Linked DNA regions of Zea mays: regions 1 and 2 are each linked to region 3. A link is a contact called in public Hi-C data. All regions are on one chromosome and are shown on one strand. The core of a region is the stretch at or near the end of the contact, and the rest is flanking DNA. Distances in the headings are between cores, read along the strand shown.

The links. A called contact is a pair of places that touch in the nucleus more often than the background predicts.
Region 1: a contact with region 3 is called in a Hi-C map of leaf, with 3 times the contacts expected there. The contact joins two enhancer-like sites. A contact is called at or near these places in 6 of 25 Hi-C or Micro-C datasets (bundle sheath, ear, endosperm and 2 more).
Region 2: a Hi-C map of leaf shows a contact between it and region 3, with 2.3 times the contacts expected there. The contact joins the promoter of LOC103632502 here to the enhancer-like site in region 3. A contact is called at or near these places in 8 of 25 Hi-C or Micro-C datasets (bundle sheath, ear, endosperm and 3 more).

What each region holds. Positions count from the first base shown.
Region 1 is chr7:80,639,620-80,642,319 of Zm-B73-REFERENCE-NAM-5.0, forward strand. LOC103632498 (protein ENHANCED DOWNY MILDEW 2) reads left to right here. Exons shown (of 19, transcript XM_008654289.2): 19 at 6-1,819. The coding sequence ends at 1,451. Among protein-coding and RNA genes, the nearest start is that of LOC103632498, 43 kb to the left of the region's middle. Within about 2 kb of position 1,387, at least 6 of the 20 cell types and tissues checked have an H3K27ac peak or open chromatin away from gene starts, as enhancers often do. A contact at or near this core is called in leaf, where this site is marked.
Region 2 is chr7:81,027,118-81,029,817 of Zm-B73-REFERENCE-NAM-5.0, forward strand. It overlaps LOC103632502 (DNA topoisomerase 6 subunit B), which reads left to right and starts at 1,442. Exons shown (of 19, transcript XM_020541030.1): 1 at 1,442-1,748; 2 at 1,848-1,900; 3 at 2,222-2,319; 4 at 2,412-2,517; 5 at 2,651-2,700. The coding sequence starts at 1,595.
Region 3 is chr7:80,815,914-80,818,613 of Zm-B73-REFERENCE-NAM-5.0, forward strand. No RefSeq gene overlaps it. Among protein-coding and RNA genes, the nearest start is that of LOC103632499, 6.8 kb to the left of the region's middle. Within about 2 kb of position 1,303, at least 16 of the 20 cell types and tissues checked have an H3K27ac peak or open chromatin away from gene starts, as enhancers often do. A contact at or near this core is called in bundle sheath, ear, leaf and 1 more, where this site is marked.

The DNA.
Region 1 (2,700 bases), core at 137-2,636, 180 kb before region 3:
GGCAGTCCTTCTATTTGCCTGGTTCTGTGGATCTTAATGATAAAATAGTTGAAGGGTGGAATGCATCTGCGCCACCCCTCTATTTGTGGAGTCATCCTGGTTGGACAAAGAAGCACATGCAAGTGGCTGAAGAGCATGGTCATACTTGTATGGGGAAGATAGCTTGCCATGTTGAAGAGAGTAATCTATCAGATGACCTGTCCGTGAGGAAACAATCTGATGCTACAAACAAACTGAACTCGAGATCAGGGAAAGAGACTCCATTCAATGACAGAATGTCCAATCTACTTGATGATGGTTCTGCTAGGAAGCAAGCAAGATCTGAAGAAGAGAAGAGAACTCTAGGGAAGATAGAACACCATGTGAAAAAGGCTAATATACCAGATAACCTCCCAGTGAAGAAAGAACCTGAAGCTTCCAGCAAAGTCATGTCGCATTCTGGAAAAGATAGAAAGATTGGCAGATACAACAGGAGGAGACATGACAACAGGAGCAGCAAGGGGACACCTGATCACACAGAGAGCCTCCCCCCTGAAAAGCAAGTGGAAGTTGCATATGAGGAAACAAGAGTTATTCCTAGCAAAAAGATTGCTCATAATGAAAAAAAGAGCGCGCAGTACAACTACGAGCAAACTGCAGCAGGGATGCCAAACATGAGGTCTAGAGGAGGGGATTCTGACATGAGTATCTCACCCCCAGTCAGTTGCAATGCTCGAAGCAAACCCATGAGCTATTCCCTGACGAGACCAATTGAACACTTGGATACGAATGCTCACCTTTTGGCAGAAGAACCTAGTGACTCTGTGCTCAATAGGGTTCCAAATCATGACAGTTATTTGGCAATCAAAGAGGAATACTGTGATGGATTTAAGAGGAAAAATGATCCTATCTTCAGTCACATTGATGATAGCTCAAGGATGAGGGGCTCCAGCATCGAAGAAGTGACCAAGCCGTATATTACTGCTCCAAACAGTGATCCGTGGTCTAAAGGAGATGGCAGCTTTTACAGGCATCCGAGCTCAGAAGATTTAAACGCTAATGCTGATGTGCTTATGCCAGGATACAGTGCAAGATATGGACAAATTGGTGGTGACAGTAACCCACAAGCTAGTATGGTCCCACTAGCAACAGATTCAAGACTGCATGGTGGAACGGTTGCTGATAATTACCTCTCGGCAAGATACTCCCTTGGATCTTCAGGTGCTCGCGTTAGCCAACCAGCTCCAACTGTTCCCCCTTTTGGGCTCTCAGGTGCAAGTTCACAACGAGGCTCAGTAATGGACAGGTATTCGTATGGGCTTTCGGGTCCGACTGGAACACAGCGCTCAGTTATTGACAGGTATGCGCCGTCCCTCGATGGAACGAACACAACAAGATCGAGGAGCTCCTTGCCTGAGCAGTACCCGTTCGGACAACCTGGCTCTTCCGGTGGCGGGTGGCCTCATCACTGATCGCTGGAACTTGGTCCTCAGATTTGACCAGCAAAAGTGCAACCGATTTCTTGAGTCCGGTGGAGCCTACAACCTATCTACGGCCTAACTTTTTGGATCCTACTAGTCGTTTCTTCCTGGCGCCTTCGACGAAGACATCACCTGTGTCTACCAATACAGAAGTGTAGACTTCAATTCCTACAAATACAGAAGTGTAGGCTTCAATCCTATTGTTTGCTCTGGATTTCTGTTTATGAGCGTATTTACAAGAGTATGTTTGGTCTATGTTAGTATATTAGGAATACAATTCCAAAACCGTTGTACCGTGCCAAAGTTTAATACTATACGTTTGGGTCTGTCGATGAGAAAAAAGGACGAGTGGGTGAGAAGATGCTGCCCTCCGCAGAACTCGATCAGGCCGGTTCCTCTGCGCGTCCTGCTATGAGAGGCTAACCTGAGCCCGACAGAACCGGCTTGGTCGATTTGGGACCTGGTAGGCCGGTATTTTTTTATTGAAGTGTAACTTTCTAAATTAGGTCTTGTTGGTTTGCGTTGGATTGCGTCCGGAATCGTTTCAAGTTTATATAAATTAGAGAAGCAATCCGGTTAGAAATCGTTTCGATCCACTAATCCTAAACAACCGATTGACACCTTAGGGCTTGTTCGGTTTGAAGGGGTTTGAGGGGGATTGGAGGGGATTAAATCCCCTCCTATTTAAATTTGTATAGAAGGGGATTTAATCCCCTCCAATCCCCCTCAATCCACCCCTAACCGAACAAGCCCTTAGTGTTTTTTGTTTAAGTGAGAAGTCATGTTTATCTTTGGTTTCGGTGTTTATATGTTTATCATGGATAAAGAGTCATATAATTATTTTTTGTAAATATAAATTATCAAATATAAATAATTACAAACATAGTTTTTATCACAAAAATATTATATGATCATTATATCTAGTTTGATGCAAGATAAGGATGTTGCCACATAATCATGAAATGCGTTCGTTGTAATAAAATTTGCTTTAGTCAACCACTAGAATAATCACAAATGAAATTGCGAAATATCGTAGTGATCGCAACAATCTTTTTTATGAGTGAGATAGTAGGTACAGAGCTAAAATCTCGATCACAATTAGCATAAAGAACACCCCCACTATAATGCTCATGTTTTTTAGTGAGCATTTCATAATTAAATATTTTATAAAAAATCATTTGATTTTTATAGTCCAAATAATCTCTAGCATTTTGAATAGATAAGTGACCACGATTGAACT
Region 2 (2,700 bases), core at 192-2,691, 210 kb after region 3:
AAGATGATAATAGAAGCATTCTGTAGGTTAGGAGATTTCTCTACTGTTGGCCCATTCATTAATGAAAATGTAGCGTATTTGAAACCCAACAATGTTGTTCTATTGTATAATAATGTGATTCTTGAAGGTCTTATTAACCATGGAGAGGTAGAAGCAGCATGTCAGTTACTCAACTCCATGGTGCATGGTGGTCAGAGGGTTAGTGATGACGATACTGTTGGTGTGCATATTTTTATTATCAATGAAGAAGTTGAACCAAACTTTGATTTGTTTAATATTGTTGTGTCTGGCCTTTGTGAGACTAGATCTAGCTTTGGCTCTCACAAAAACATGGTTGGCCTTGGTTGCAAGGGAAAGTTTTTGGTGTTTAATGATTTGATACTTGAATTGTGCAATTTGGATAAACCAGAAGCGAAGGATCTTGCGAGTAATACACAAAAAAGATAGAATATAACTCTCCATTCAAATGGATTGCTAGAGTCACTTGGGCGTGTTTGGCATGGTTCTGTTCCACTTCAGAGTAGCTCTACTCTAAAACTCTGGGTGGAGCAGCTCCGCTCTAGAGTTTAAATTGTTTCTCATAACCAGTGACAGTTAAATAACTCTAAACTCCACGTCTAGGTTGTTTTTAGAGTTTTCGGAGCAGCAAAGCAGGTACTCCAAAAATTTGTACTACAACTCTGAAAATTCCATTGAGTTTGTAACCCTGGAGTTAGAGTGAACTTCTTCTTAGAGTTCTACTCCGGAGCCATGCCAAACACGCACTTAGTCGTCCCAACACATTGATATATACTTTCACCTAAAATTTAGGGGGTGTTTTTTTTGGATTACAATCTATCCAGATTATATAATCCGACAAATTAAACAAAAATGATCTCGGTAGACTATAATCCCAAAAAATACCCCCTTTAGAGCAATAATTCTCTAAAACTAAATCAATAATTTAGGTAGTTAATATAAAAACTCTTCTCCAACAGTTCTCTAAACGAGTTTTATAAATTTAGCAGTTCTTATCTAACCTCATTTTCTCTCTATATTTGACAACTATTTAGCAACTCACTAAACAAAAATGTTGACTGCATTATGTAGTTAATGGAGATGATTGTTCACATTTGTGTCTTATTTTTTATGTGGATAGATACAAAAAAACTTCAAATTATATTTAGAAAACTACTAGAGAACTCATAATTCTTTACTCCTAAAGTTATTTAATAACTTATTAAATCTATGATTTAGATAGCTAAATTTATATAATTATTGGAGCTGCTCCTAGCTGGATAAAATTCCGTTAGGTGGAACCATTAGTTTGGAAACATCATTTTTCTCTCAAGAAGATGTTTTCACCCTAAACGGGCAAAAACCAGTTTTCGTAAAAGTCGGCGTTGTTGATTGATTATTACTTAAAAAATGCCATTTTTTCAACCATGATTTATGTCGAGTGTCTAATTTCTTATGGACCATTTCGATACATCTGGTACGATAGTCCGCCCAAAGTCCCAAACGGACCCACATTTGGCTCAGACTTTTGAGAGATCGCGCTCTCCAATTTTGCACCCGAACCCTAGCTACCGTCTCAATTAGATCCGACCTCGCCATGAACACCTCCGACGACGAGGCCATTGCCGCCGCTGCCGAGACCAAGAAGAAGACTCCCAAGGCGGCGGCGGCCAAGGGGAAGGCAACGGGGAAGGGGAAGGCGGCCGCCGGCCCCAAGACGTCGGCCAAGGAGAGCAGCCTCCTTAAGCAGAGTGAGCTCCCTCCCCGATCCCATTTCTCATTAAGATTTTCAGTACTTTGGGTCGGTTTATCTTATACATTTTGTATCTTTTCTGGGTGTTCTGCTGCAGAATCGCCCGCCGAATTCTTCGCTGAGAACAAGAACATTGCCGGGTTTGACAATGTGAGTTGTTCTCTAAGGACTTTTAGCCGATTTGGGTGCAACAGCTAGATTTCGTGCGTTTGCGAAATTTAGCTAGAATCAGTGTGGAGATGCCCTGTTATCTTGTCGACAGATAATTTCACTTCTTTATTTTCCTTCTGGTTCAAGCACATTCTTATCTATAGATTAAACTTAGACCACATCTGGCAGTGGGAAACAAACAAAAACTATGATTAAAGGATATTACTCATTCTAGTTGTAGTACACTTTTGAGGAGGAAATTTATAAGATACTATCGTAGTCATTATTTCACAGAGATACTGATGTAATGGTGCTGGTCAGCCTGGTAAATCCCTGTACACCACGTTGCGGGAGCTAGTTGAGAATGCCCTTGATTCCGCCGAATCCATATCGGAGCTCCCTGAAATAGAGATTACAATGTAAGTAATCCCCAAATGTATTCTTTGTGGTCTTTTGCTATGTTGCCGTACGGGACAGTGCCCATAAGTTTGTTTTGCCATATCTTTGTCAGAGAAGAGATCACGAAGACCAAGTTCAACACAATGATTGGGCTAGTGGATCGACAGCGTGTTGACGAGGCACTATATGATGATTTTGAGTCAGAAAAGGCTCGTGAGGTAAGATGAGCACCTAGGTTTGTAGTAGTTTGACCATGGATGATGTGTTGAGAGGGGTGAGACTTCACAAACTTACCTCTTTGTATTATCATAATTTTAAGTCTGATGAAGCTGTATGATTCACAATACTTAGAAACGCCTAGCCAAGGAAGCACGTTTCCAAGAATCTCAGGCTAAAAATGC
Region 3 (2,700 bases), core at 53-2,552:
CGTCACTTGTCGCCGTCACGATGACTTTTCTTTGTCGAATGCCAGACATGAAGTACTCAACAAAGAGGCCATTGCCGATGTACAGTTCATTGAGTCCTCTTTGTTAAGTGTCACAACCGGCAAAAGAGTTTGTCGAGTGTTTTTGTAACACCCTAAATTTGGGGCTATGAAACTTGTTGATGTGGTGCTATTTGTCAGATATGTGGTGTTGGTGATACATGTGATGAGTTTGTGATGTATATCTGATGTCAATGATATATATCTTTTGTTTGTTTGGATGGAATAACAAAAAACAAATAAAAACAGGGTTTTTGGTCACTTTGTCGAGTGTTACACTTGGCAAAGATTGTCTTTGCCGAGTGCAATGATCACAACACTCGGCAAAGAGAGCACACCTAGGAACCGATAAAGCCTCTTTGCCGAGTGATGTGGTCCTAGCACTCGGCAAAGAAGCTCCCTTTGCCGAGTGCCGGCCAGCGCACTCGGCATAGACACTAGCAAAGAGACCCATTGGTGCTTCCTTTGCTGAGTGCCAGGCAAACAGGCAATCGGGAAAGAATCTTGCCTTGCTAAGTGTGAGCTTGTGACTCTCGGCATAGAGGCTACCGTGGGGGGCCACTGTAGCTTGCTTTGCTGAATGGCAGGCCAGCAGGCACTCGGCAAAGGCTCCATCATTGTCACTTGTCGCCGTCACGGTGACTTTTCTTGTCGAATGCCAGACATGAAGTACTTGACAAAGAGGTCATTGCTGATGTACAGTTCACTGAGTCCTTTTTGCTAAGTGTCACAACCGGCAAAAGAGTTTGTCGAGTGTTTTTGTAACACCCTGGATTTGGGGCTATAAAATTACTTCTCTAATATCTACCAAATTTAAGTGTTACCTCTTGTAACACCCAAATTCTATAGAAAGAAAGGATTCTCTCTAGTTATATGAGTGCGTAATATTTACTTACCATGGAGATAAGCCACCGTGTAAGAGATTAAATTAATTAGCAATAATAATTTGAAATAGGAATATAATAAATAAATGTGCATCATGATGGGTCTTTGAATTGTGCATTTAATTTGAATTTGAACTTTCAAATTAGAATAGAAAACAAAGAAAAAAAGAAAAGAATATAACAAAAGAAAAAAATGCCGCTGAAGACCGCTCGGCCCAAGCATGGAAGCTAGCCCACGTCCCCTTCTATCACGTTTTCGTTTTCCATTTATTTTGTTGCCGAGGAGAAAATACTACCTATGTCACGCTGATGCATGAGTGACATCATCTAGTTTTTTTCTTCTCACGTGAACACGCCTTACCTGGCCTCTCTGGCTCGCTTGACACGTGATAGTCGCGAGCACTGACCACCGGTGCCCATTGGCCGGTTCACACGATCGACTGGTGGCATGCTGGGCTCGTCTCCTTCCCGCTTTCTGGTGCACGTACTTCGGTCGGGTATCTCTCGTAGACTTCGGTCGGATATCTCTCCGTCTGGGATTCTTGCTCATGATCTGTTACACCGCCTTGGACTCCTCTCATCCTGGGTATTTATACGAGTTATGGCCTACCCCATGAACCTCCATCCATGTCACCGTGCCAATGCAAGCCTTAGGCCAACAGAATAACGACGCCAATAAATGTGAGGCCGAGCGTCAAACTCCGTCGTGCTACTCCCTTGCTCCGCCATGGCTCTGATCATCTGTATGTCGTCTAGAACGTACGGTATTATCTCTGTATATATATTGAGAGAGAGATAGAGTACATATTCTAGCTCTTCGTCCCACTCCAAGGGAATCTCTAGAGTTTTGTTGGGGCCGTGGTGGAGTTAGCCGGATTTCCCCCCTCCCGCGCTGCCCTCGTGAGCATCGGCTGACGCGTTAACCATGGTCGTCTCCTTCGGACACGTCGGGCTTCGTTGCTGCATTGCTTACGGTGAGCCATCCTTCTTCGCCTAGCCCCTTTTTATTCTTGCGCGTAGATACATGCGTGATTTGGGTGCGGCAATGGTGGACGAACGGCTCCAACCACGGCCTCTGTGGTAAGCCAGGCGTCGGAGCACAGTTTCGTCTGGAGGTAGAAGGTGATGGCCTTTGCCATGGATCTAGTGTTGCACGGTTGGGATTAGGCCAAGCATACATGTTCGGCTAGATTCGATCTGGAGCGTAAATCAGCAATGTGCGAGTAAGGTTTAATGGAGGGAATTTTATACCATGGTCGTCGGATTTTGATCGCAGATTGTACCATACCCCTTCGGCGTGTGCAAATTAATAAAAAGCAGCCTTTTGTGAAATAAACCCGTCATCCCTCTCATGTAGAATACAATTACAGTTCAATCCCTAGTATTTGCAGATTAGCCCTTATCAATTATTCTGTGTATAAACTTTGAAATCAATAACTTCTTCGATATAAGTCCAAATTAATTTGTTCCAGTTGCGTTAGCTTCGTAATAACAATGTCTACGCAGGAACAACATTATTTTTATCATATCGCTTATCGCATAATTTTATAATTGGAAAATTGTTGTTTGTTAGATTAACTCTCCCAATCAATATTAATCTATCTATAATTATAATTTGATTAAAATAGGATCTCTAATCAAGTTATAACTTAGATTAAAGTTAATTAGTTATTTCTTTAATATCTCTCATATGGGTTTCATTAATCAATATAGAATATAGTTGTTATTATTTAATCACGAAAATCTTCCGAAAATCCTA